Linked DNA regions of Ovis aries: region 1 is linked to region 2. The links are chromatin contacts, called in public Hi-C maps. All regions are on one chromosome and are shown on one strand. Each heading gives the region's core, a stretch centred on a gene start, on an enhancer-like site or on the middle of the called end of the contact. The rest is flanking DNA. Distances are from core to core; before and after follow the strand shown. Region 1 overlaps GOLGA1 (golgin A1). Region 2 has its middle 73 kb from the start of GAPVD1.

Region 1 (6,943 bases), core at 3,694-6,193, 320 kb before region 2:
CCCACTAACCCCTCTGGGCACAGGCACACCGCTGAGGGCTGTCATCCCCTGAGCACGCCAGTCAGTACTCAGGCCAAAGGCTAGGGGACCCAGACTTGAAAAGCTGCTCTAATAAAATCAACACAGAACCAGATGACTCAGGCCCATGTGAACAGAGCAGCAGACTGGAACAATTTGATTACAGAAATGATAACAAGCAATTACTAAATTTTAATAGAGCAAATGTCAGATTCATCAAAATCATCCATAGTACAGGAAAGAAAACACAGACTCTGAGAGGTCATGTAATTTGCATGAGGTCTGAGAGTGAGTTGGTGGCAGGGCCAGGTTTTAAGCCAGTGCCTGAGCTCAGAACCAAGCCTCTGGCTGCTACACTCTACCACCCAGGCCCTTCTACCTCAAGCAGGGCTGCTCCACTGGCCCTTCCCAGATCACGGCGCCTCTTTCCTGACAAACACATCAGTCCTCTTCCCTGACATGATGCCGGGCTCACTGATCAACCCCCAGATGAATAATAATATGACTTCTCAGGTGCCTGCACACGGGTCAGGAATGTCTGCTGTTTCTATCTACCCACAACCACCCCTTTTGGGGGTAAGAGCCTCATCACTGCTATTCCCCACTCCCACCCTGCAATTCCACATGGTTCTTGTAGGGCTGCCAATAATGATGCCCCCCGTTTTGTGGCTATAGGAATAAGCATGTTATTCAGGCCTGGTCAATCATAGTACCTCATACCTGTGGCCAAATCAATTTGTCCAAGGGTGGCTCTGCCATCCAAGATGAACCAATCAAATCCTTTTTTATATCAAAATCCATTTTTAGTATGGTAAAGTTGAGCGGGACATGTCTTCATTACCCTGGGGTTGCTAAGTTGGAATGTTATCAGTGTGGAGTTGCTGAAGTGATGTCCTATCAACCATCATGGAGGAATGCAAGGACAAGCTGGGTGACTGACAGGGTAAGTCAGGTGAGGCAAGCAAGGAGGAGACCCGAGGCCGTGTTCTAGTCGGACAAGTCCTTCTGGTTCTGTGAACTACTCAGCTCCACCTGTGGAATCTCCTTTTCCAATTACACAAGCCAGGGGGTGAATGGAGGGAGATGCCAACCTCACGGCCTGTCCCTTCTGACTTCTACCGGGGAGCTGTCTGAATTGACTTTCCATGAGTCCACCTCTAGTAGAGAAGGTAAATTGGTGCTGGAACTCAAGAGGCTGACAATGGGACCTTGAACTAACCCAGACAATCCCCTGCATAGGAGAAGCTCTGCTGATACAGGAGAAAGAACAAGGGGTTTCAGGCTGAGCCGAGCTATGAGATCCTGGCCCTGCAGGCCCAGGTGCTGGGACGGGTGACAAGAACGTCCTATGTCTACAGGTGCCTTTTCTGGGGAAGTTCAGGAGAGACACTATGACTGACGCTGTCTTAAGGGACAGGAGGCGGGCTGTGAGCAAGAAAACAGCAAAGCGTGTCAGGGCAGGAAGCAGAGGCTCAAAGCACCTCCATGCCAGGAACTGCACCTGGCACTTTTCATCCACGGTCACGCTTTATCCTCACGGTATCATCCTCTTGAGGTCAAGGGTCAACACCTTCAGTGTGAAAAAAGGAAACTAGATTCCCTCAAGGGTCAGCTCGTGAGGGGCCAGGGTGGCACCCAGAACTGAATCTACGTGGTTCTAAAGTCTGTGCTAGTGCTACAGAAACACACGACCCAGGAGCTGAGGCTGAGCTCAGGGCCACTGAGCAAGTCAGCAGGCCACCCACACGCACAGTTCTCTGTCCCTGGAAATGACTTTCCCAGAGGACTGCTCTGAAAAATATGGGTCCAAACAATACCAAAAAAAAAAAGTGTGCACCTAAAAATAGTGTTTCAAAACACCTGAAGCAAAGATTGACAGAGGGAGAGAGAGACAAATCCACGGTCATAGCTGAAGATCCAGCACCCCTCTCAGTAAGTGATGAGACCCATAGACAAACAAACAAACAAACAAAAGCAGAAGACCTACAGAAATCTGAACAATACTGTTGACCAATTTGACCTATCTCGCACTTACAGAACGCCCTCCCCAAGAGCGGACTATGTATATTTTTTCAAGTGCATTCCGTTACTTACCAAGATAGACTATAGGTTGGGTCATAACGTAAGTCGAAATAAATATCAAGCACTGAAATCATTCAGAATATTATCTGACCATAATGATACTAAGCCAGAAATCCAAGACATTGAGAAAATTCACCCAAACATTTGAAAATTAACCACATTCCGAAAAAGCCTGTGTGTGCTGTTTTTCAGTTACTGCCTCAGCCCACACCCAACATTTCATATTCTGCTTTTAGATGCTGAACCTGGGATTCCACAAACCATGTTTCTCTCTCCGGGTCCAGCTGGCTCCGTATTCAGATACTGATACATACTCATCTCTGCCAGCAGGGGGAGCTCCAGGGAGACTGGAATGCAGGAGGAGGGAGGAAAAGACTGCTCCTTTTGGTCAGATTGCAGTTTCTGTGAGCAATGCAGCTTGGCCCTGGCAGCAAGTTCTTCCTGAAACAGCAGCTGCATCCACTCTGCAGTCTTCTGACACCTGCAGCTGAATTCATTCATGGCCCTACTGCCCGGCACACACACCAGCACCACTGCAGTACAGAGCCCCCTCTTCAGAGGTCTGACTGGCAAATCTGTGGAGCTCCTCTTAATTCCTAAATTTAGTAATTCCAACTTCTTCACTTTCTTCTCTTAGTCCTACAGTTGGAAAGCTGAGTCCTACAGTTGCTACCTTTGTGATATCTTTTAACTGTTTCAGCGCTGGAGAAGAAACTACCTTAGAACATAAATTCTCACTCAAATATCTGGGGTGGTTCTTCTCTCCTAGCTGGGCCATGAACAATGTGCTGTGCGTCAGATCTTCTTCCTGGTCACATACTTGCAATAAGCCCTGCTATCCATTCGTTCCTCCCTCTTTACCTTTTCTGTACATCTAGAATTTTCCTCCCAGTACTTCCTTTAGTGCAAGTCTGTTATCAACTAATTCTTTGTGTTTTGTTGCTTTTCTTTTTGTGCTACTACAATGCGGTGTCTGGGTATGGATTTGAAAACTTGTGCTGTTTGGATCCGTAACAACTCTTCTACCTGTCCCTGTGACTCGACAGCTTTCATCAGTCTGAAAAATTCTCACCCATCATCTCTTTAATGCTTCTCAGTTTTTTTCATTGCCTCTGAGCTTCCACTGACACATAATAAAACATCTCACAGTATCCTGTCTTTTATCATTTTTTCCCTGCATTTCATTCTGCCCTTTCTCCCATTACTTATCTCTTTAGTTCCACTCTGCTGTTAAGCTCATTATTTGTTTTTTAGGAGCTTTACTTAAGTATAATTGACAATAATAAACTGCACATATTCAAAGTGTACAACTGATGAATTAAGATGAAACCAATACCAAAATAAACAGTGAAAATATCTATTCCTCCAGAAAGTTTCCTCAGGTCCTTTGGAAATCTACTGCATTTTTACTTTCAGCTATTGCACTTTTCAGTTTTGAAATTATTTGATTCCTTTTCAAAACTACTGTCTTTTATAATAATTTCTGAATCCCTGCTAAAATGTTCACTTTTGCCTTTATATTCTTAAACAGAGCAAGCACAGCGATATACAAGCCTCCTCAAAGGTCTTCCTGCTTCTGTACTTGCCTCCTTTACAGAGCATTCTTCATACAGAGCCAGAGTAATCCTGTTAAAACTTCTCACATGTTCCCTCGGCTTAAAACTTCCAGTTGCCCCCTTGACAACCCCCTATCATCCACAAACGCTAGTTCCACTCCTTCTCTACTCACAGTATAGAACTTTCCCTTGGCTACTCCACATGCACACATAAAGACATGGCACCTGGACTTCCCTCATGGGCCAGGGGTTAAGAATCTGCCTGCTAATGCAGGGGATGCGGGTTTGATCCCTGGTCTGGGAAGATTCCACACGCAGCACGGTGGCTGAACCCATGTGCTGCAACTACTGAGCGTGCACACCTAGAACCTGCGCTCTGCAGCAGGAGAGCTCATTGCAATGAGAGACTCTTGCACCGCAATGACAAGTAGCCATCACTCACTGCCTGCATGCAGCAACAGAGGCCCAGCACTGCTGAAATCAGACATGACATGAAAGTGACACAATTAGATAAATACCTTCAGCTTCTTTAGCTCAAGCTGGTGATGCTGTAAAGAGCACTCACATTCATTCTTACTTTCTTTAAGGGCTGCATTTTCTTGCTCCAGCTTTCTCTGCAAATTGAGGAAAGTATGCATAAAAGAAAAGGTCTTTACGCTATTTCCCCTGGGTGTAGGCCTCTTTGACATGTAACCTTTAAAACTGCCCCTTTCCCTTTTGTTGCCACTGCAGGGGTGGGACAGGAGGATAGGGTTTGGGATCAGAAAGGGAGAGTCACCTGACACTCTCCTCACAAGAACTAAGGCACTCGATTCTGAAGCCTATGGAACAAGGAGGGAGGCCAGGGAAAGGCGGAAGCCATTAGGGATGGGCAGTACACATTTTAGGAAGACAGGAAAGCAGCTGATGGGACTGGTCAGGAAGTCGACATGCAGCTCAAGAAAAACCATCTGCTTGGGGTTTTCGTAAAAAGCAGTCTTTTTACAACTAGTCTCATGAGCAGGTGTGCTGTTAAAATAGAAAAACTCCTCTAAAAAGTGGTGCCCGAGTTCAGAGGCAGGCTGGTCTTCTTCCTGTCAAATGGCCTGGCTGCGTGTGAGCGGGGTGCTCCCAGCCCCTTTCCTTCCCTCGCTCACCAGCTCCCGCTCTGCGGCTGTCAGGTCGGCCACTCGCGCTCTCCCCAGGCCTGCGAGCTGGGCCTCCAGCGCGTGGATCTGCTCCGTGCGCTGCTGCTCCAGCGCGAGGGCCCGCTGCTGGGCGCGGCTGCTCTCTGTGTTCGCGGCGGCCTGAGGGGGCAGCAGAGGACAGCTACTCCTGGTGACACGGGCCCTACCCTGTCTTCCAAAGATGAGTGTCCCATAGAAACAACTCTCCTTTCTGACCTTCTCCAGCATGGGTGCTGCTGAGGTCCCCTGGCCTGCTCACGAGCTGGGGCTAGGGGACAGCTCTAGGCACCAGTCCTAAGACACAGCCCTCCTTCACTCTACTCAGTGCTGCCCTCTGTGGCTGAGGCGCTTCCCTGGGGAGGCACACAACACAGGGATGAAGAGCAGGGGCTGTGACCTCCGGAGGGTGCGGGTTCAGCCATTTCCTAGTGGGGAGACCCTGGGCTGGTGGCCTGGTCATCTTCCTGAGCCTGCTTCCTCTAGTGAATGAGGACAGCAGTGCACGGCTCTGAGGTCTGCTGCCAGGACTAAATGGAAACACATGTGAGAAAGAGGCAACCAATGTCTTCACTTCTCTAGTTTCTAGCTCCACACCCGACCTGGGGCTGTGACTATGGGCTGAGCCCTTGCTGTCTTCTCCCCAGGGCCTGGAGCTGTTCTCCATAGCCCCCAGCTGCAAGATGAGGTTTGACCACCAGTGGTCACACAATACTTAACAGTTCCAGAATTAGGCCGGGCCCTGCAGCCAGCTGTTAGGTGGGAACTAGCCAGTCACCACCTCTCCCGGAAACTCAGACCCTCCAGCAGGTCCTGACTCCCTCTCTCTGCAACTGCCTGTCTGCCCACAACTGTATCTAAGGTCCAGATGCCATTCCAGGAGCTGGGAATGAGTCTGGGGACTTCAAGGGCACAAAGGAAAGAATCAGGGGCCTAGAACACAGCAGAGCATGATCACCACTTACAAGCTCTTGAATTTGAGCTTCCTGAGCTGCCACCACGTCACTGCTCTGCTTCAGCTTCTCCTCAGAGGCCTGCAGGCTCTGCTCTAGTTCTTTCACCTAAGAAGGAAAGAGAAGTATCCTTTTGTTCAAAACAAGCTGAGTAGTAACAAATGGCTTTTAAAATAAAATTTATTTAAATCATAAAGCAGGTACACTAAAGAAAAAATTTTAATTAGAAAAAAAGATGCTCATAAGGCAACCATTATAAAGCACTATCATTCTAACACAGTTTCATTTTTTTCACTTTTTTTTTACAACTCTGTATACCATTCTAGTAAAACTGTGTATTTTTCCTCCGTGCTCAAATTTCCTTCTATGTTTCCATGTAGTCTTCAAATCTTAGATTATTTCCTCCAAGGATGTTGTATAATTTCCTGAACTGCTGTCTACTGTCCAGGTAACTCAGCTGTTTTCCGTTCTGCAGATAGAATGAGGCAGCAGTTGACATCTTCATGTAAATATTGTTGATCTGGTTTGAATCACTTGCTTAGGATACATTTCCAGAAGTGGGATTATTGCCCGTGAGACAAACTTAGGTCTCCCTTGCTCCACACATGCCGACCAAGTCTGACTGTGTCTCTGGCACTGCCCCAGGACACGAGGCCCGCAGGGGGTACAGGACGACACAGCACCCAGTGCTGAGCGAGACTCGGCCTCCAGCACGATCTTTCTGTCTGACTCAAGCGGACTTTGCCAATTTCTCCTACAAAGATTTTGCTGAGTCAGGTCTTCCCTAGGGGAACTTTATTATTAAAATACAAGCACATAGAAGGTTGCAGCTTTGTCAAGGAGAGGGAGGTACCAAATGAGAAAAGAATGTTTTTAGGCCTCATGGTTCCTCATATATGTTCAGAAGTAAGTTTTCATGGAAACAACCCCACAAGAACAGTGTGAGCCTTCCACAGAGGAAAACAGTTATGTCATTTGCTCATGATCACAAATTTTATCAGTGCAGAGCCAGGACTGAAACTTGCCTTTTTAAACTCCTGGATTTAGTAAATATCTATGCAAGTTCCAGTTTGCAGGCAGAACTCAAGAAAGATTCAGATCCTCAAAAAGCTATGCATGGAGTTATCATATGACCCAGCAACTCTACTCCTAGGAATATGCCCAAGAGAAA
Region 2 (7,124 bases), core at 384-2,883:
CCCACCTCTTCTATTCCTCACTGTCCCAATCCCTGGATCACTCACACCCCCTGAAGAGTCTCTTGAGGAAACAGCTCTAATGTGCTTTTTTTTTTTTCACCTCCATGATCACAACTGATGGATTTCCAACGCCTCCCATCCCCCCTTTCTCCTAGAGTCAGTCAAGTCTGATCAGATTTCTCTTCTGTCCAGAATCTTTTCTATTTTGCTTCCAACCTGCATTTTCATCCTTATGCCTCTGTCCCTTCTTCCCCTCCAGCTCCACTCCTGCCCCTCAAAGTAAATCGTGCTTTACCTGCATCACCCACAAATTGGCACTGGCCCTCTACCTCTGCGAGGATGATTATGAACCACCGCAGCTGCTGACCTTCAACACCCCCCTGAAGGGAGTTCAGGGTGGAGATCAGGAGGAATGAGGCCCTCTGAGCTCTGTGAAAAACTGGCAGAACGGGTCTGATTTTATGAGCCCAGTTCTTGCGTCTCCTCTCCTTCACGGTGACCTCCGCTCCTTGCGGCTAGCAGAAACGCTGTGCAAAAAATATGTGCCTGATTGCATGTACTCGCCCTGCATAAAATTATACATACTGCCCTCCTCCATCCCACCCTCTTTGGAGCAGTTTCTCAGAGCCATCTGAAATGCTATCTCTCAAGCTATAGTCCTCATTTGACCCCAAATAAAACAACTCACAACCCTCAGATTGTGCACTTTCTCCCAGTCAACATCTGCCCCTAAGCCTCCGCCTTTGCAGCGCCCTCTGGTTTCAGTGCTCTCCCTAAGCAGGCTCTCCAGCTCTTCTGGGCGGGCGACTCCCCAGATGTCCATACCCTTCCCTCCCTCTCCTAGGCGGCTCATCCCCCTACACTTCTCTGCAAAGTAGTGATCTCTCTGGAACCTGAGCTCTCCTTAGGGACTGTCCGATCCCCAGCTGGCAGCTGTCCCCAAGTGTCGGGGGCCGGGGAGGAGGGTAGGAAGTCAGACAGTAGCCCCTGGGTGCGGGGATTCCACTCTTTTTTCCTCCCAGATTCAGTCTTTGCAGGGACAGGGGCTCTCACTCCCCTCCCTTCACGTGGTCCGGGGCCGAAAGCTCTGCTCGTCCTCGGGAAGACACTGCGCCCCAAGCCCCGGACCTCTACCTGGGAGACGGAGGTGAGCTCAGGCTCCCGGCAGCCCTGTCCCGCTGCGCGCGCCTGTGTCTGGGCCCGCCCACGGGTCACCCTGCTGGGACCGCGCATCCCCAGCGGAAGAGGCCGGTTCACCGAGGTGGTCCTTCGAGCTGATGGAGGGTCGGATAAGGAGTCCCCCACCCAGCGAAGTGCCGGCACAGCCGCGCCAAGTCCAGGGCGGGCGGCCGGGCGGCTGGGGGGTAGTTTGGGAGGTCAGGCTGGCCGTCCACGACGCCTACGGTTCTCCAGCTCCAGCTGGCCCTCGACGGCTCTTCCAGCGCCCCGGGCTGCGCTCGGGGCCCAAGCTGCCTCCGGACACCCGAGCCCGGGGGTCTCACCCTTCCTCCCTCACTTGGCGGTCCAGATCCCGGTGCCAGGTGGCTGCCACGAAGAGTTGGTGTGGGCCCTGCTGGACCGTCTGGGGCCGCCCCGGGGTCCGAAGACCTGCCACACTGTCGCCTGTCCGGTGTCTGCGCCGCACCCTCGTGAGGCACGGGCGGGGATGGAGGGTCTCCGGGGCCCTGCGGAGCGCCGCCCGGCTGCAGCCTCGATTCGGGCCACGCGGTCTTCTGTTTGCACCGCCTCCCCGCCCTCCTTGTTCCGCAGGCACGGGTTAATCCTACACCGTGAAGGAGTAGGAGTAATTATTATCTCTATTTATTTATTACTTTAGGTGGGGTCTACAAACCGGTGTCCTCTGGGGGCAGCAGTATCGTGTCGGGTAGGAAATCCTGAGATTTGAACCCAGGGCAGCAGGGGCTCCTCCCCCGAGGCGTCCAAGAGCTGCGGGGCGGTGGGAGAGGGCTGCGGCGGGACCTCGCTGTTCGCCGACTTGACTCTGGACTGGCCGGTTTCGCCCAGGCCCCTGCTTTGCTGTTGCTTGGGCGACATCTTGTGGCCAAGGATGGGTACAGACCCGAGGCGGCAAAGGCTGCGGAACGAAGGCCCCCCTCAGACTCCTCTGGAGGAGGCCACAGGCTCTCAGACTCAGAAGCTCCAACCAGCCCCCTCGCATCCACCCTTTCACTGAACTCTTTTCTAGGACAGCTCCAGGCAGACCCCCAAACTCACTTGTGTCCCCTGAGCTAGACACACGAATATACTGGGTTCCTCTTGGCCCACCCCTTATTGGGGCAAATTAGCATTATATAGCAAGCTAGTGACCAGGGCTTCCCTGGTGGCTCAGACAGTAAAGAATCTGCCTGCAATGCAGGTGATCCCTGGCTCAGGAAGATTCCCCAGAGAAGGGAATGGCAACCCACTCCAGAATGCTTGCCTGGAGAATTCCATGGACAAAGGAGCCTCATGGGGTCGCAAAGAGTTGGACCCAACTGAGTGACTAGCACACAATGGGCAGGTTATTATTCCCATTTTGCAGATGAGGCAGCATCCCCGAGTAACCACAGCAGCACTGGAGCCCAGCTTTGTCAGGCTGCAGCATGCTGCCGGACACAGGGCTGAGAGCTGCGGTGTCGTGTACCCCACGGTCCGGGGAGGTGCTGCCAAGGGTGGAAGTATTATTGGCCACAGGAATGCCTTGGGTTCATTTTTTGGTGCTGAGCACAGAGCTGTGTGCTTTACAGAATCTCACAGAACCCTCACCTGTGAGCCGGGTAGCATTATGAGCCCCATGTTACAGATGAGGAATCTAAGGCTCGGAGAGGTGAAGTGGCTCACCTAAAGCCACCCAGAAAATCACTGGCAGAGCCAGGATCTGATCCAGGTCTGGAGGATTCACAAACCCTTATTTTTAAAAAAATATATTAATATTTTAAAAATATATTTATTTTTATTTATTTGGCTGTGCTGGTTCTTAGTTGGGGCATGTGAGATCTTCCTTCTTCGTTGTGGCATGGGGATCTTTAGTTGAGGCATGAGAGATCTTTCCCAGTTGCCGCAGGTGAGATCTGGGATTCCCAGGTGGCTCAGAGGTAAAGAATCCCCCCGACTGAGCACCATGCCAATGTAGGAGACGTGGGTTTGATTCTGGGTTAGGAAGATTCCCTGGAGGAGAAAATGGCAACCCACTCCAGTATTCTTGCCTGAAAATCCCATGGACATGGACAGAGGAGCCTGGTGGGCTACAGTCTGTGGGGTGGCAAACTTGGACACGACTATAACATGCATGCCCATGCAGGATTTAGTTCCCTAACTAGGGATGGAACCTGGGTCCCCTGCATTGGGAGTGTGGAGTCTTAGCCACTGGACCACCAGGGACATCCCCTGAGTCCTTAGTTTTAGCTATTGGGGACCCTATCTGCTTCTCTGCAACATATCAGCCCCATAGGATTGTGGGAGAATCATGTCAAGCAGGAGTGGCAAGAGCTTTGTGAACTGTAGAGGACGGGGCCGCTCACGGTGCATTATTGTCCTGCTCCTGGTGTGCAGTTCTCCTTGGGCGAGTGAGCCCCTTGGGGGCAGGGCTGGATGCTCGTGGCATCCTCAGGGCCCAGCACGGATCTGGTACCCGGTGGGCAGTCTGGGGAGCAGGGAAATGCCCACTTTCGCACCCATCCCCATGAGGCCCAGGTCCACTTCCTAGGGTTCATGGTCGAGGCAAGGATAGTCAGTCTCTGCCTCCTGATTCACTTCGTTCAGAGGAAGGGGTGACCTTCTCTTCCTCCTTGGTTGCAATAGGCTGGCACCTGGACTCCCACGCGGGGCCCAGAGGGAGAGGGCTTCGTGGCGGGAGATCCCTCGCAGGCCCCGAGAAAGCAGCAGGGCGGGCGGAATATAAATGCGCCTGTGAACGCGGAGGAACAGATGAGAGCGAGCCTCCAGGTGACTGGGTGGAGAGGACCCACAGGGGCAGCCGCCTCCTCTCGGCGCACAGATTGAACCCATGATGAAGATGAATGGAAACCCCTTTGCTGGAAAATGTGGCAATCAAGACGCTACCTGGGCCGGGGCCCTCCCACCAGCTCCGCGCAGGGAAATGTTAGGATTCGGAATTTCAGCACCAGCCGCATGGTTAGCATGGAAAGCAGGCAAAACAAGTGATAAGCAGCCCCAATTAGAGGATAAATGATACAGGACGCCCGTTAGTTTGGCAGGAATCTGTGGACTCAGCGGCTGCGGGTGGGTATCAGACGGCCCCTGCAAACAGACGCCAGCTTGCACAAAGAAACGCAGCCCGCACGGCTGAGGATCCCGGCCGAGCCGTGGAACCCTCGACCAGGGTGCGGTCCTGCCCAGAAGGGTTTCCTGAGAGTAGCCGTGGGGTTCTGAAAGGCTGGTTGAGGGTGCGGAGGTGAGATGACTTTGTGGGTTGCCTAGCACTTGCTGATGGCAACAAATTGAACTTGTAGCTTCCAAAATTCCACGCGGGGAGGCAGGGCTCATGAGGACCCTGTGTCTTCATCTTTCCAGGCTGAAAAAAATCTCCCCCCCCCTTTTTCCCCCTCAATACGTCCACTTCAAAGCAATGTGTATGATCATTGGGTGACATGCACCGTGGACCAGGAAGGAGGGTTTGCTGGGCGTATTAATATTGTCGACCAGATTGCAGGGGGCATGTTTAACTCGCTTCAGGTGTTCTCGCAGCATTGGCACAACGGATCAGCTAATTACAAATCATGCCTATTTATTCATTAAACAGGGCCTGGGGGAAATTCAAAGAGGCAACACTGTCTTCACTTCATTCAATTTGCAGTCTGTGATTAAACGGAACACAGCTGCAAGACTCCAGAAATGTTGCCTAATATCCATCCGCCTTTTTTTCCTAGCTCAGACGGACCTGTTCTCTGGAGGCCATTTCTACCCTCAAGTGGGGTCTTGTCATCCTTCTTCAGCAGTTATGCACTCACAGACTGCTTGTGACTCTGAGCAAGGGCCAGCACCAGCACCAATGACTCAGTTTCTTCATCTGTGTAATGGGTTCGTGATCCTCTGGCTGTTGGGATGGGTGTTCAGTGGCTCTTCTAGGCACCAGTCAGAAACTGGATGGTGAAGATTCCTTCTGTGCCCCTTACATTCTGAGCTGCCATTAAGACGCAGGCCCCAGGGTCCCCCAGACAGCCCTGACCAGGGGAATCTGCGTCTGCTGCTACCATGGGGACCCAGCACAGAGCCTGGCACATAGGGACTGCTTGCCCAGCGCTGGGTGGAACTGGCCTGGTGTTTCCTGTCCATGACCCTGGGCATCCCAGTGTCCCTCTGGGATGATGCGGCCAACAGTCTCAGTTTGCCCAGAATGTGGGGTTTCCCAGGATGTGGGCTTTTTAGAACTAAAACAGGGACAGTTAGTCAGTTTGCTCTCAAAGTCCCATGAAACTCTGCTTTTCCAAGTTCCCTAAAATAAAAAATTGAGCTAACTTTACCTTTAATGCTTGCAAAGTGTGGAAGGCCCAAGGGTTATTTATTACCATCAATAAATTATAAGAACCAAATAGCCAACATTTGCTTAGTGTTTTTCAATCCACAAACTGCTTTTAATTTGCAGGATGAGTGTTTCAGGGCTTTCTTTCCACTTACTCAGCGTCCACAGCCTGAGCCCCTAGGGCTGGTGTGGGAACATAAGCTATCAGAGGCTAAGGCAGGAGAGCCCTGGTCCCCTGTGAGGCTCCTTGAATTCTGTGACTCTCAACTCAGGTCACGTTTCTGTCCCTCCCTCCTGCCTCTGTTAGAGGCACCCACATCTAGAAAGGGTCCCTAGGCAGAAAGCAAACTGTTAGCCTGAACCGTATGAAAATAGTCTTTTTCTGGATCCCCAACAGTCAAATATCATCATTTTCATAGGATTCAACCTCAGATAGTAGTGGTGAAGTTCAAGCCATGAGCAACTGGAGACAACTTACTTAATATCTCTGAGCTTCTGGTGGCTCAGATGGTAAAGCGTCTGTCCACAATGCGGAAGAACTGGGTTCGATCCCTGGGTTGGGAAAATCCCCTGGAGAAGGAAATGGCAACCCACTCCAGTACTCTTGCCTGGAGAATCCCATGGACAGAGGACCCTGATAGTCCATGGGGTCACAAAGAGTCAGACATGACTGAGCGACTTCGCTTTCACTTTCAGTATTTCATCAGAAAAATGAGGCTCTTAATTAAGTTCCTCCGTTCTGGTGTTGCTGTTGGAATTAATGAGATCATCCATGGATCAGGCATTTCAGTAATGCCTGGCACTTAGTAGGTGCTCTCTGAATTAGAGCTTTTATTTTCCTCCTGTATCTGTCGTGTCCTTCAGCTTTCTGAGCTGCTTGTGGTCAGCCACGCAGCAGGCGCCTGACAAATGCTGATTGAATGAAGGAGTGGAAGTGTGAATAAACGTGGCTCTCTCCGTTAGTGTTTCCCAAATGACCTTGAACTCAGACAGGCTGCTTTCCCTCCGCTAAGCAAGGGGCTCTCCCTCTGCCCTCCTTCTCTCGAGGCCTCTTGGTAAAGCACCCCGTTTCTCCTGTGGCTCCCTGCAGGGGAACTGATGGGTTGCAAGACGTGTTTCCATCCCCCCTATGGTTTCTAAAACATACAAATCATTCTGGCTGCACTTCTGTGTTTCATTACGAGGAATGCACATTTGAAAACAACAGAGGGTGAGGTTTAAAAGCAACATGCAATTTTTATTACATATATCTCCAAATCTGCCATTAGGCCTGTCCCCGCGGTGTTATTGACCTTGATTCTTTCTCATTTGCATCCTGCATTTTTCATCCTTTGGAATATGGTGTTTTGGGACTTCTCCATCATTAAGTGGATTTACAGCAATTTCCCTGTGTGTTTTCTCCAAGGGATTCTGTTATGAGATGCACATTAAATCTCCATTAATACCTCATTATCCGACTGATAAGATTACCATGATAATGAGGCAGAAATTCTAATTGTTTCACTTCTTATTGTGCCTTCCATTTAATCCTTTACTCTACCTGGAAGTTGGTCACGAGCTGGTGAGCACCAGGCAGAAAAAGACTTTCCAAAAGGAGGACCCAGAGGGTGGGATCTTCGTGATCAATAGTGATGGAGGGAAA

The links. A called contact is a pair of places that touch in the nucleus more often than the background predicts.
Region 1: a Hi-C map of liver shows a contact between it and region 2, with 5 times the contacts expected there. The contact joins two enhancer-like sites. A contact is called at or near these places in 7 of 16 Hi-C or Micro-C datasets (blood, hypothalamus, liver and 2 more).

Annotation. Positions count from the first base shown.
Region 1 is chr3:11,008,116-11,015,058 of ARS-UI_Ramb_v3.0, reverse strand. It overlaps GOLGA1 (golgin A1), which reads right to left. Exons shown (of 21, transcript XM_060411809.1): 13 at 5,785-5,880; 14 at 4,175-4,270. LOC121818999 (a long non-coding RNA gene) reads left to right here. Exons shown (of 2, transcript XR_006059084.2): 2 at 2,428-3,472. Among named protein-coding and RNA genes, the nearest start is that of ARPC5L, 21 kb to the left of the region's middle. Within about 2 kb of position 4,943, at least 14 of the 54 cell types and tissues checked have an H3K27ac peak or open chromatin away from gene starts, as enhancers often do. A contact at or near this core is called in liver, where this site is marked.
Region 2 is chr3:10,689,265-10,696,388 of ARS-UI_Ramb_v3.0, reverse strand. No RefSeq gene overlaps it. Among named protein-coding and RNA genes, the nearest start is that of GAPVD1, 73 kb to the left of the region's middle. Within about 2 kb of position 1,633, at least 11 of the 54 cell types and tissues checked have an H3K27ac peak or open chromatin away from gene starts, as enhancers often do. A contact at or near this core is called in liver, where this site is marked.